2 separate regions of the Columba livia genome follow, and region 1 is linked to region 2. A link is a contact called in public Hi-C data. All regions are on one chromosome and are shown on one strand. The core of a region is the stretch at or near the end of the contact, and the rest is flanking DNA. Distances in the headings are between cores, read along the strand shown. Region 1 holds the start of NCOA1 (nuclear receptor coactivator 1). Region 2 holds the start of LOC102086252 (L-gulonolactone oxidase-like).

What was found. Hi-C and Micro-C count contacts between places; a contact is called where the count stands out from the background.
Region 1: a contact with region 2 is called in a Hi-C map of crop, with 12 times the contacts expected there. The contact joins the promoter of NCOA1 here to the promoter of LOC102086252 in region 2. A contact is called at or near these places in 2 of 2 Hi-C or Micro-C datasets (crop and liver).

The regions. Positions count from the first base shown.
Region 1 is chr3:1,896,801-1,903,846 of bColLiv1.pat.W.v2, reverse strand. NCOA1 (nuclear receptor coactivator 1) reads left to right here and starts at 3,281. Exons shown (of 23, transcript XM_065055540.1): 1 at 3,281-3,569.
Region 2 is chr3:1,467,248-1,473,578 of bColLiv1.pat.W.v2, reverse strand. LOC102086252 (L-gulonolactone oxidase-like) reads left to right here and starts at 4,999. Exons shown (of 12, transcript XM_021279865.2): 1 at 4,999-5,128. The coding sequence starts at 5,126.

The DNA.
Region 1 (7,046 bases), core at 2,032-4,531, 430 kb before region 2:
AGAACAACGTGCAACAGGTGACAGCGTCACATCGAGGGTTGGTGTCAGGAAACAGGACAACTCGACACTGTTTTGGTTGGGGATTCCATCACTCATTTGCTGCTTGACGCTCATTTAAACCTCTTAAACACTGCTTTGCCTATGTAAAATGAAGATGATCAAACAAGCTTCTTTTACAAAGTGCTCAGGCTAGAAAGATCGAACACCAATAAATTATTTGTCATTTATCAGTTGGAAATTAAGCTCCCAGATAAAGTCTCACCCACTGTGGTATCACTTACCTGGCGGGAGAGGCCTTTGTTTTGGGTTTAATTCTAGGAAGTTTTGAAATAATTTCATTTTGCTGATGGATTTCATTTCTATTTCATGTGTATTTCAATGAGACATTTAATCTTTTTCCTAATACTTTTTGAAGTCTCATTCATTTAAATTGTCAAAGCCTGACAGCTCCATAATGTACTTAAACCCGGCATTGTTTATACTCGCATTCCATTTAAAAATTAGCCGGCAGATTAAAGTAATAAAAATGGTTTTATACTTCTCAGCGCTAATATCATTGAAAACTTACAATGTCCCTACTGCCGGAGATTAGCTCATGTATTACTTTCCCGCGAGGAATGCGCAGAGGGGAAATATTCTAACACCGAGTTTTGTTATTAGTTGGGAAGGCTGAACATTTTCTGCCTGAATAAAGCCCAAGTGGGCACAGCCTGCAGAGGCACTGGAGAGCTGGCAATGCAGGAAAGCTCCGGACTTCTGCAGAGCTTCCTTCCCTCATCGATGTTGCAGAGTGAGCGGGACCAGGAGGAATCTATTAGCGCTTCCACCTTGGTGTGTTGCAACCAAGGGTCATACAGCAGCTGCTCACATCACCTCAGTCCCTACCAAGAATGCAGTTAAAGGAGAATTGGGAGCATCCCTTCGTTACCTCGGGGGTTTGGACCTTGGTTTGGCTGGGGGTGCGTGATCTCAGGTCGCCACTCCCCTCCATCTCACTGCTCCACCACATCTCCTCCGTCTCACTGCTCCACCACATCTCCTCCGTCTCGCTGCTCCACCACATCTCCTCCGTCTCGCTGCTCCACCACATCTCCTCCGTCTCGCTGCTCCACCACATCTCCTCCGTCTCGCTGCTCCACCACATCCCCGCTCGTTTTGATGCTTTTGTTCACAAGCACAGGCCTGAAATTCTTCTAAAATAAGAAGCTTGCTGTCTAGTTGAAGATGGACAAAACATACAGTATTTCATATGCAAACGCACCTATGGTTAAGCAGGTTTGGATGAAATGGCCCAGGAAACATCTCATTGATCCTAAAATAACAAGAAAAAACCCCAATTCATAAGCCTGTGATTGATATCCCCTGTCCCTTTACTTGCTGAAGGGTTAACTGGGGTTTATCTTGCCCATCCCCTTCACAGGTGCTGCAGACACAGTCACTTATTAAATACACCTGGCATGGGCTTTTTTATGAGAAGCAAGAACCTTGGGGGTACCTGGGACCCCAGGGAAGGTGCAGGTTTCTGAGGGTGACAGAAAATCCAGTTTGGATGATGATGATGATCATGATGTGGGTGACCATGGCAGGTGGATTTGTGATGTTGTGTGGTTGACTGGGGTTTTCTTTCTTTAAGGCCAATTTGTTTTGTTGTAACACAGGCACTTGCAAGCCCCTGAGGAATAAAGAGCCCCTGTGGAGGAAAACGAGGCACCTGAAGCTCTGGTTTATTTTAAACTGTTCAAGCCATCAGGGTGTTTTGCTTCATAACACATGAAGTGTTTGGGGATTTTGTAGTTTCATAGAGATGATAAATAATGTAACCAGATGCGGCCTGGATGTGGTAAAATAGTTGATACAGCAGTTGTGACTGTTCTATGGATGGCATCTTTGTTTGGAAGTAGCCGAAAATGTCAGTGACACCAAATGATGGGTCTGTGTGGGACGATCTGTCACCCTGTACTGCTCGCTGAACTTCGTGTTGGTGTTCCCAGCTGATCCAGGGACTTTTCAGCCCTTTTGATGTGTAGTCAGAGAACAAGAAGAAAGACAAAAGCCTTTAGGTCTTTCTTGAAGCCTTGGTAGGGGATGGTGATTGGAAAACAGACCCCAACAGGTAACTTCCAGCACAAAATGCCGCTGCTCAGCGACACCAGCCCATCCAGGCGAGTGGGACAAGGAGACCACAAGCGTGGAGGCATCTTTGGTTTGGGGGACGGGTTGGGCTGGTTGAGCTCAACCAGACGGTGCTTTAGAACAGGGAGGTGTTGAAGCGGATAAATTAACTAAAAAGCAGAGTCAAATGATACTGTTAAGCGGTGTTCTTTATTTTTGCATTGAAATATGAGAAGCAACTCGTTGGGGGTGAGGGTGGCAGAGCCTGGCCCAGGCTGCCCAGGGGGGTTGTGGAGTCTCCTTCTGTGCAGACATTCCAACCCGCCTGGACACCTTCCTGTGTAACCTCATCTGGGTGTTCCTGCTCCATGGGGGGATTGCACTGGATGAGCTTTCCAGGGCCCTTCCAACCCCTGACATTCTGGGATTCTGCGATTCTTTATTTTATCAGAACTGCAGGACATTGGGGACCATCCTCCATAAGCGCTGCAAAGACTGGATGCTCTTGCGTTGCTTATATTCACGTAATTATTACATATGCATTACAATTTTTGAAAATGTTGATGTACTAAGAAATAATTGATGATGCTCGTTATAATAGTTCATTTTCTCACATCTATTAATTATTAGTTAATTATAAACTAAGCACTCTGCTTCTAAACAATGTACGACTCAATCTTCTGTCTCGTTGCGCAGAAGGATCTAAAACTTGAAGAGCATCCCCTTGTTTTGCAGGTCGCTAGAAAGCACTGATCATGATGGGGATGTCTTTTATAACTTAATCACAGCGTACGTTTATTTAGCAGCTTCTCTCTTCAGTGTGACGAGAGGGCTGTGGGGATGAGGGTGATGTCGCCATGGGGGTCCCAGGCTGGGGAGGCAGCGCCTGCGGCCGGGGCCTGACCGGGGCGGCTGGGGGGGCTCCGATGGCACCTCCGGTGCCATCGGAGCCCCCCCCAGCCGCCCCGGTCAGGTCCCGGCCGCCACTGAGATGGCCCAACAGCGGAGATGGGGACAACAGCGGACGATCCGCGGCCTCCCCAGCCCCTCCGGGCCGCGGGTGGGCAGGGGAAGATGGCGGCCGGCAGCGGCTGAGCGAGGAGGAGGAGTGATCCGTGCCGGGCCGCGGCGGCCTCCTCCGACACCGCCCCCCCCCGTCCTCCTCCTCCGTATCCAGCTCCGCCCCGTCCCGCCGGGAGGGAGAGCGGCGAGCAGAGCCGGAGAAGCCCCGCAGCCTCGCCGCGCCGCCCAGGCAAGGGGCCCCGGCTACCCCGGGAGCCCCGCAGCGGGAACCGGGGCCCCCAGCTAAAGCGCCCGCCCGCCCGCCGCTCATCGCGATCGCCGGCGGGCGCAGCTGCGAACCCCCCCGCCGCTTGGCCGGGGGAGTCGCTGTCGCGTTGCCCGTTGAGCTCCACGGCCTCAGCCCCGGCGGGGGGAGGCGGCTGTCACCCAGGCAGGTGAGTGGCGCCCGGGTTGAGGGAGGGAGGGCGGAGGAGGAGAAGCGGGGGAGGCCGGGGCGCCCCGCCGCGCAGGGCGGGGGTGTGTCTGGCGGGGCCGGCCCGCCGCCCCCCGGCCCCCGCCGCAGCCCCCCGGCCTGCGGGGAGGCGCAGCTGTCACGGCGGGGGCGGGCACGGCGGGAGGGGGGGGACGGCCCGGCCCCCCGCCCCGGGCTGCCATGGCGGCGGGCGGAGCGCTGAGGGGCGACGCGGCCTCTCCCCTCCCGCTCCCTCCCGCCACCTTCCCCTCGCCCGCCCGCCGGCCCCTGAGGAGAAGCGCCCCGGGGGCGCTGCAACCCCAACCCTCCTTTTCCTATATATCCCTCACCCCTCATTATTATTAATTCAAAGTTGATTAAAAAAGTGAAAGCGCCGTCCCCCCCACCCCCCCACCCCTGGGGATGACCCCCCCGGGCAGGGAGGACGCTCGGTTTGGTGGCGTTTTAGGTGACAGCTCTTTGTCTGCGTGTGACATCGTGTGTGCGTGTCCCCCCTCCCCGGTGTGTGGCTGTGTCCCCCCAAAACCCACCCCCCGACCCCGGCGGGGCTCTTCTGGTTGTCAGCAGAGGTGAGTAAGTTTGGTCAGGGGGAGCTGGACGTGGCCGTGGGGGGTTTTGGGGTCACCGGAGTGGGGAACAGCTGCTTGTCAGGTGGGGTGAGTGGGGAATCGGGCTCCTCAGAGCTTGGGGGGGAGTCCACCCCCCATTCCTAGCAGAGCGCTTGCCCTAAATTTCCTTCATTTCTCCCTTAGAGACACGGACCAGCCGCGTATCGCAAATAATCCCAAATACCTGCCCGTGCAGAGGCGAGCGGCAGCCCCGGCTTGTGCGCCGGGGGGGCTCCAGCTGCTGGAATATGACATTTAGCGGTTGAAAAACCCGTCGCGGGAAGGCTGTTTCCTTTCCCGTGTAGGTTGCTAGACGCTCGCAAGCCCTCCAGTTTCCTAGGTGCGTTTTGACCTTTCGGTGGCTGAGAACTGGGTCGTGTGCGTTGGGTGACGGTCTCCTGTTTGTGCTTTGGTTTCTTGTCTTTTTTTGCACCTGAAAGAGCGTGTTTGCAAAGGCGGAAAGGTGTGGAGCGCCGTCTGGGGCTGCCGCTTGCATCCACTGGAAGCTTAAGCAGTGTACGGTAGATAGCAAATTTTCACTGGCCAAATACGGTGCAGCCCTCCCCCCCCCCCCCAAAAAAAAAAATAGTGACACAGCAAAGTGTATTAAAACTGGAAATTTGGACTCGTGTGGGTGGCGCTTGTATGTTCTTCGCTTTGTCTCGTGGCTTCTATGCTTTGTGTTGATGGTTTAAACTGAAAGAAAGACCTGGTTTGTGTGGGCTGGCAGGATGCACATATGTGTGTGTGCAAAATGTGCATGCGTATATATATATATATCTATAAAAAGAGTAATGTACCTGGTGGGTTCTAGTGGCAAGATGGTAAATATGAACAAAAAAGATGCTTCGTTTCCCTTTCTGGGCTCGCTGTCCCATCGCAGTTTGGAGGTTGTGATCTGCCTGCAGAATATTTCGGCAAAGGTGTTTGTGCTCTGAACTCTTTCTGCTGTGCCCATCAGTTTCTACAAGTAAACACCAGGTGTTACGTATGGAAGTGTAGGTAGTATGTGGTGCATCCGTAGCTTTACACTGAGGCCTTTTGCAAAGCGGCAGAGAAACATTGTGAACCGGGAAAAGATGGATGCAAAGCCACAAATGTGTGGAGGAGCGAGTGCTGTGGTATCCGCAGCTTTGCAGCGCTGTTCGGTGAAAATGATTAAAGTTCAAGTTGCCACTTAAGGGGACAAACAGCTCTTGATGGCAGATAATAAACAGTAGTAACTTTGGCAATCCTGCGCCTGGCTCGAAGCCGACGGGCACGGTGAAATGTTAAATCTCGACTTATTTGCTCAAGATGGGTATCTGCTGTTTGGAAACGCGTTGCCAAACAATATGGCAGCGCAAAACCCCCTGTTTCCTCCCAAAATAAATAGGCGAACGGGGGCTTTGGCTCTTTGGGAGTCAGACCCTGACTTTGGGTTCACTCCGGGCCGACTTTGATTTGGAGCGTGCGTGTTTTTCCCCGAGCCTTGCCCTCTGATCGTTCTACGACACATGCTCACAACTGCATGACTAATTCAGACAATTAGTCATACGCTTCCACTGGAGGTTTATTGGAGCGGGATCGCTGTCATTCTCGTGTTGTAAAAGTCTGCGTTTGGGGACGTGGACCCTCTGTTGACTTCCCTTGGGTCTCCTGGTGCTGTTGTCGGGTGGGCTGCTACAAATCTTCAAAGCCTGTTAAGATTATTAGGCTCGCTTAATTATATCAGCACATTTTCAATGAGCAGATATGCTGGAGATCGGCACCTCGTCGCTTGCTAATCGGAGGGGGGGTGATTTGCATCAGACTTTGCAGGGATTGCCAGAAATGAAGGTGTGAGTGCTACTACTAAAAATATCCCGTCTCCTGCATAAATAGTTTGCTGGTTGAAAAACAGTATATTTTGTATAAGGCAAGTATTTATATGACAAGTTATTCTTGTTTTGCTTGGTTGACTGTGTTTCTTTGAAGCGCGGTTCTTATCTCTATGATCAAAGAGGAGGGATAAAAACCATAGTTTTAAAAGTTAGATTCTGCCTTTAAAGACAGGATTTGAAGCAGGAAGGGGTTGGGCTAACAGGTAAATATTTTAACCAGGTGTTTCTGAACGGCCAACATGCTGTGTAATACCCTGTAGCATGTGGCCACCATTCTACATATGAATTTTAATTGCTGGCAGATACAAATAAGCAATTTTTATTGGTGGTTCTATGTCATTGCTGTTGCTGCGGCACCCGGGAAGCCCAGGAATGGACCAGTGGGGTAAGAGGGATGCTAAACCAGAGCAAAAGCGGCCTCTGCTTCCCAAAACTTCCAGCCTGAACTGAAAGAGGAGCCGAGTTGTGATGGGAAAGCAGCTGGATGGTGGTGGGCAGCAGGAGACTCGCATTAGTAGCTTGAATATTGAGTTTTTGGGAGTTTTTTAGTAACATCGCAGCGCAACGGCGCTTTATGGTCTGGGATAGGCCGTTTGGCTGTAGCTGCAATATTAACAATTACGGCTTGGACCTCTTTGCACGCCCTGGATGTGTGAGTCAGGGCGACGCAGAACAGGTTTTTACCGCCGCGGCAGCATCTCCGTGTTAAACTGACCATTCGAAACGTTGCGGCTTTGCCGTGGGACAGATTGCAAAGCTCTCGGGGGCCCGGGCTGGGTCTAAAGGACGTGTCAGCACCGTGCGCTTCACCTGGGCTCCTGTCATTACAAAGGGAAAGAAAAAAACCACCGCTGAACTGGTTTGGAAGTTCTTTAAGCCTGAACTAATTTACCTGGCTGGGAATGTAGGTTAGAAACTAGGCTTCGCTTAGCTTTGGGCTAGAGCCAGCGCACTCCGCAGGGAAAACGC
Region 2 (6,331 bases), core at 3,750-6,249:
TGGGGTGCAGGGTGCACACACGAGGTGCATACACGGGGTGCATGGTGCAGACACCAGTGTGCACACACAGGGTGCACACATGGGGTGCACACATGGGGTGCAGGGTGCACACATGGGGTGCACACATGGGGTGCACACATGGGGTGCAGGCAGAGCCTGGCAGGGCCACGCCGGGGGCTGAGGAGGGTGCAGAGCCCCAAAGCCAGGGCTGAGCTCTGGGCAGGGTCTGTCGGGGCAACGCTGCCCCACGCACGCAGCGGGTGGGCTGGAAAACCCACGGCTGCGGCTGCTCCTGAGAAACCTGCTGTGGGACAAAAATATAAGAATACACATGTAAAATCCAGCTGCTCTGGGGCACGGGCTCAGGGCTGCTGCAGGAAGGAGATGGGCCTAATCCTAGTCCTAATCCTAATCCTGATCCTAATCCTAGTTCTGCACTTCCAGGACTTTACCCCATACCAGTCTCTGGCTCTGGCAGCCATGGGCAGGGTTCCCTTTGCCCCTGGGTTTGGTGCTGGGGGGCAGGACTGCACCCCGCCGCGGTCCCTCGCACCCATCGGGCTTCATGGCACCCGGTTAAATTTCAAGCCACCCCTGGACTCTGGGACAGCAACGGCTTTTCCCTGGGGATGCTCGGTTAATATTTCACCCCAAAGGGCCTGAAAACCCCCGTTTGCTGCATGCCGAGGGCGAAGGTCCCTCTGGGTCCGACACGTCTTTATGCGGCTCAAACCTCAGCGTCAGCACCCCCAAACCTCCCTGGCACGAGGGTGTCACGATGTGACCGGCTCTGCTTGTCCCCTGGACCAAAACCCCTGGAAATGTGCTGTTTTCTTCTGCTTTTAATCGGCGTCTCCCTCCAAGCACCCATGGGTGCTGCGGGAGGGATGCTGAGCTGCAGGGGGACGCGGTGGGACTGCGGCTGTGCCTGGTGGGGACAATGAAGGGACAACATGTCCCTGCTCCCATCCAGGGCCAGCTCTGGTCCTGTCCTCATCTCCTCCAGCCGTTCTTCTCTGGCCCCATTGCAGAAAGGAAGCAATTAACTCATAAAAGAGGAAAGAAATAAAGCCCTTGGAGATTGAGATGTAAAGAATAAAAGCCGCACATAATTAAATTTCGGCTGTTTTATTTTTAAACGCAGAAGAAAGAAGGCAAAAAGCCAAACGCCACCTGATTTCTGCCTGGCCCGGGCACTGAAGGAGCTCCAGCAAAGCAGCCCTGCCTCAGTTTCCCCGCTCCGGTAGGGGAGGCAGGAGCTTTGGGAGCCCCCCAAGTGCAGGCAGCTCTGGGGAGGAGCCCGATGGGTGGGGGACAGGGGGAAGCTCCAGTCACAAGCCAAATTTGGGGGTAAATCCCATCTCCGTGCTCCTGCAGGGGCTCAGAGGCAGCCCCACACACCCGCCCCTGCAGCACAGCAGCAGGGACGCTCCTCACAATTGGGAAGTGCAATGCAATTTGGGAATTCATTCGCATTGCTAATGCATTGCAACTTGGGAGTGCACTGCAGTTTGGGAGTGCATTGCAATTGGGAATGCATTGCAATTTGGGAATGCATTGCAATTTGGGAGTGCGTTGCAATTTGGGAATGCATTGCAATTGGGAAATCATTGCAAGTTGGGAGTGCATTGCAATTGATAACTCATTGCAGTTTGGCAATGCGCTGCAATTTTGGAGCTCTTATAATTTGGGAGTGCATTGCCATTAGTAACACATTGCAATTTGGGAGTGCACTGCAATTTGGGAATTCATTTGCATTGCTAATGCATTGCAGTTTGGGAGTACACCGGAATTTGGGAAATCACTGCAAGTTGGGAGTGCATTGCAATTGGTAACTCATTGCAATGTGGAAATACACTGCAAATTGGGAATGCACTGCAATTTTGGAGCTCATTGCAATTTGGGAGTGCGTTGCAATTGGAATAAACTGCAATTTTGGAGCTCGTCCAATTTGGGAGTGCATTGCAATTGGTAACGCATTGCAGTTGGGGAATACACTGCGATTTTGGAGCTCATTGCAATTTGGGAGTGCATTGCAATTGGAATATACTGCCATTTTGGAGCTCTTGCAATTTGGGAGTGCATTGCAATTAGTAACACATTGCAATTTGGGAATGTGCTGCAATTTGGGAAATCACTGTAAGTTGGGAGTGCATTGCAATGGGTAACTCATTGCAATGTGGAAATACACTGCAAATTGGGAATGCGCTGCAATTTTGGAGCTCTTGCAACGTGGGAGTGCATTGCAATTAGTAACACATTGCAATTTGGGAGTGCACTGCAATTTGGGAAATCACTGCAAGTTGGGAGTGCATTGCAAATTAGGAATGCACTGCAATTTTGGAACTCATTGCAATTTGGAAGTGAATTGCATTTGGTAAGGCATTGCAGTTTGGCAATGCACTGCAATTTTGGAGCTCTTGCAATGTGGGAGTGCATTGCAATTAGTAACACATTGCAATTGGGGAGTGCACTGCAATTTGGGGATCATTTGCATTGCTAATGCATTGCAATTTGGTAGTGCATGGCAATTTAGGAGTGCACTGCAATTTGGGAAATCACTGCAAGTTGGGAAATCACTGCAAGTTGGGAGTGCACTGCAATGGGTAACTCATTGCAACGTGGAAATACACTGCAAATTGGGAATAAACTGCAATTTTGGAGCTCTTGTAATTTGGGAGTGCATTGCAATTAGTAACACATTGCAATTTGGGGATGCATTTGCATTGCTAATGCATTGCAATGTGATAATACACTGCAACTTGGGAGTGTGTTGCAATTTGGGAATGCCTTGCAATTTGGGAAATCACTGCAAGTTGGGAGGGCATTGCAATTAGTAGCTCATTGCAACGTGGAAATACACTGCAAATTGGGAATGCACTGCAATTTTGGAGCTCATTGCAATTTGGGAGTGCATTGCAGTTAGTAACACATTGCAATTTGGGAGTGCACTGCAATTTGGGAATTCATTTGCATTGCTAATGCATTGCAATTTGGGAGTGCACTGCAATTTGGGAGTGCATTGCAATTTGGAAATGCATTGCAATTTGGGAAATCACTGCAATTTGGGAGTGCATCGCAATTTTGGAAATCGCTGCAAGTTGGGAATGTATCACAATTGGTAATGCATGTCAGTGTGGGAATGGACCACAAATTGGGTATGCACTGCGATTTGGGAACTCATTGCAATTTGGGAACGTATCACAATTGGTAATGCATTGTAATGTGGGAATGCACCACAAATTGGGAATGCACTGCAATTTGGGAACTCACTGCAATTTAGCAGCGCATTGCAATCTGGGAATGCGTTTGCCATTTGTGTTCCAGATGTGCCAGCGAAGAAGCAGCTGCAAAGGCAGGATGCTGGCACAGGACACTGGCGCAGGACTCAGCACCAGCAGCTGTCCCAGCCCCCAGCCCCTTTTCAACTGCTTTGGAGACCCCTGGCCAGGCCAGGCCCCCAATAACCCTTTGTCACCCCGGCAGGGACCCTGTCCCACCCCAGCACCCCCTGCCATTGCGCTCCTGTGATTTACACCAGTTGACACCCGGTCTCCCAGTCCCCAGGGTGACTTTGTGGGGTTGAATCCTTCCCTGCTCTGGATTTTCCAGCGGCCAGGAGAGACTCTGCAGCATGCCAGGGCATTTCCCATCCCACCCAAACATTCAGAAACCAATTCACAAATAGCTTTGACACCTGGCAAAACACCACTTTTTAATTTAATTTAATTATCCCCTGCTGTTCTGCAGTCATTAGCCAAGCTGGGAAATCCCTCCTGGATCAAAACAAGGGTTGGGGGAGATGGTGGTGATGGGGCAGAGCTGCATCCCTCCTGCATCCCCCTCGCTGTTAATGAATAACCCGCGAAGGGTATTTTTGGGCAGGTTTTGATGACCTTTGCACAGCACTTGGACCCAGCGTGGAGGTATCTGACCCCAGTCTGGGGTCTCTCTGTGCTCCAAGGCGTGTCGGAGGATTATTCATTAATTTGCTGAGTTGCAGGCAGGAAAAAGAAAGAAAAGAATCACCGAATCTCTGCAGGGTTTGGGGATGGTCGGGAGGTCAAGGTGGATGTGAAGACCCAGGGAAAAAGCTGCTGCGAGGTCCTTCGCAGGCTGCGCAGCTCCTGCTCTGTAATTAAACAGCAATTTTGGGGGGTTGTGCTGGAAAAAATGAGGCTCTGACCACCACATGAAGGCAGCGGCGGTTCCCTGCCCTGCTCCCGAGGGGTCACCTTGTCCCAGTTAGCCAGCGCAGAAAAACCCTTATCATGCCCTCCTTAATGAGGGACCGGGGAGGTTTTGCTTATCACCAAAGCGCAGCCGCGGTGGCAGAGCTGCAATCGCTGCTGCTCGCCGTTCTGCGGATGAGACGCGTAACCTATGTGGATCCTGATCCCCTCTGCTCCCCGCGGGGCAGCTGAGCAAATTTGGGGTGCAAACAACACCCTCCGCCTTGCAAAACAGGGAGTGACGTTGGGGTTGGATCTTGGGGACAATTTCTTCCCCAAAGGGCTGTGGGGCATTGGAACAGGCTGCCCAGGGCAGTGCTGGAGTCACCAGCCCTGGGAAGGTTTAAAAGACACATAGATGAGGTTCTTAGGGACATGGTGCAGTACTGGGGTGGGTTATGATTGGACTTGATGATCTCGAGGGTCTTTTCCAACCAAATTGATTCTGTGATTCTCTTCTTGCTCATGGCAATGCGATGCAGCAAGACCGTCGCCTCACCAGCTGCTGGATACCCCCAAACCCACCAGCACGTTTTCCCTATTCCCCCCTTTTCCCGCTGCGAAGGCTGCAGCTTCAGGGGACCCTCCCCAGCGTGAGGACCCCCCAAAAGAGAAGCGTCTTCTCCCCAAAACCCCCTAAAGCATCTTCTTCCCAACACCACCATCCCTAGAGGATGCAGGACCCCGGGTTCAAATCATGTCCGCATCCCTGGGCTCAGCCCATCTCCTCCCCCCAGACCAGGCAGAGCCCAAGGGCCGGGCTGTTATTCATTATCCTTCCACAAGCTCCTTGTTGACCCTCAGGGCAGGAACCAGCTCCACCAGCCTTGGTGTGGCCAGGACCTGGTGCAGGAGCAGCTGGAGTCCCGCTCATCCCACAGAGAGCCCGCACAATGGTAAGGAAAAGCCAAAAGAGGGGAAATGCTCATTTTTTTGGGGTGGGAATGGTGGTCCAGGCAACGTGGAGTGCTTGGGGCTGGTGGGGATGACAGGGCTTTATAATCACCTTCCATACGGATTCAATAACGGTGCGGCCGTGATCATAGAATCACAGGATAGTTTTGGTTGGAAAGGACCTTCGAAGCTTGTCCAGTCCAACCCCAGTGAGAAATATGATGAGAAATAGGAAAGGGGGTTCAGAAAAGAGAGAGGGATGGGAAAACAACAGATTCCCTGGATAAATGAGTGTTTTCTAACACATGGGTTTTCAGTTTCTGGTGGTTTTTTTTTCCATTTTCCCTGGCTCCCAGCCCAGCCCTGGGTTTATCCTATGGGGGGGGAAGCTGCAAAGCAGCCCCAGCCTCATGTCTCCCCTGTCTCCAGGGCTCCCTGCTGCTATCTGGGCTACATCTCCCATAGCTTCTTGATGGCCCTGCTCATAGGCAGAGTCACCAAGGGCCACCCACTGTCCCTGCCCTGCCTGGAGGTGGTGGGAGGGGGTGGCGTGTTGGGACGATGCTGCAGACACCCCTGGAGAAGTTGGGGGCGTCTACTTCTTGGGTGGGAATTGAAGCCGTCAGAAATGGGGAGAAGAATTTTGAGGGTGGGAAGGTGGAGGGTTTGGCGATGGAGAAGAGACTGCGGGAGGTGACAAGGGAACAAATCATCCCCTACAGCCAAGGTGGGACACGTTGGTGGGGTAGAACATTGGACCAGCCCCACCTGGGGCAAGGGGACTCACCGTCTTCTCTGGGGCTTGTTGCCCAAACCCACTGAAGAGAAGCTGCTAAATTAATGTGAACTGTGGTTCAGTTATCAAAGACGTACCCATCATTAACCAGCTGACATCATAAACACTTTCTGACCACCTGCAAAACGAGGGGATGCTCTTCAAGTTTCAGATCCTTCTGCGTGACAAGAGGAGACAGAAGATTGAGTGAGACATGTTTAGAAGCAGAGTGCTTAGTTTATATTTAACTAATAATTAATACAAGCATTGCAAGGAAAAAACTAAACAATTATAACGTCATAAACTATTTCTTAGTATAGATGTATGTCAAAATTTTCAAAAATTGTAATACTTATGTAATAATTATGTGAATATAAGCAACGCAAGAGCATCCAGTCTTTGGAGCACTTATGGAGGATGGTCCCTAGTA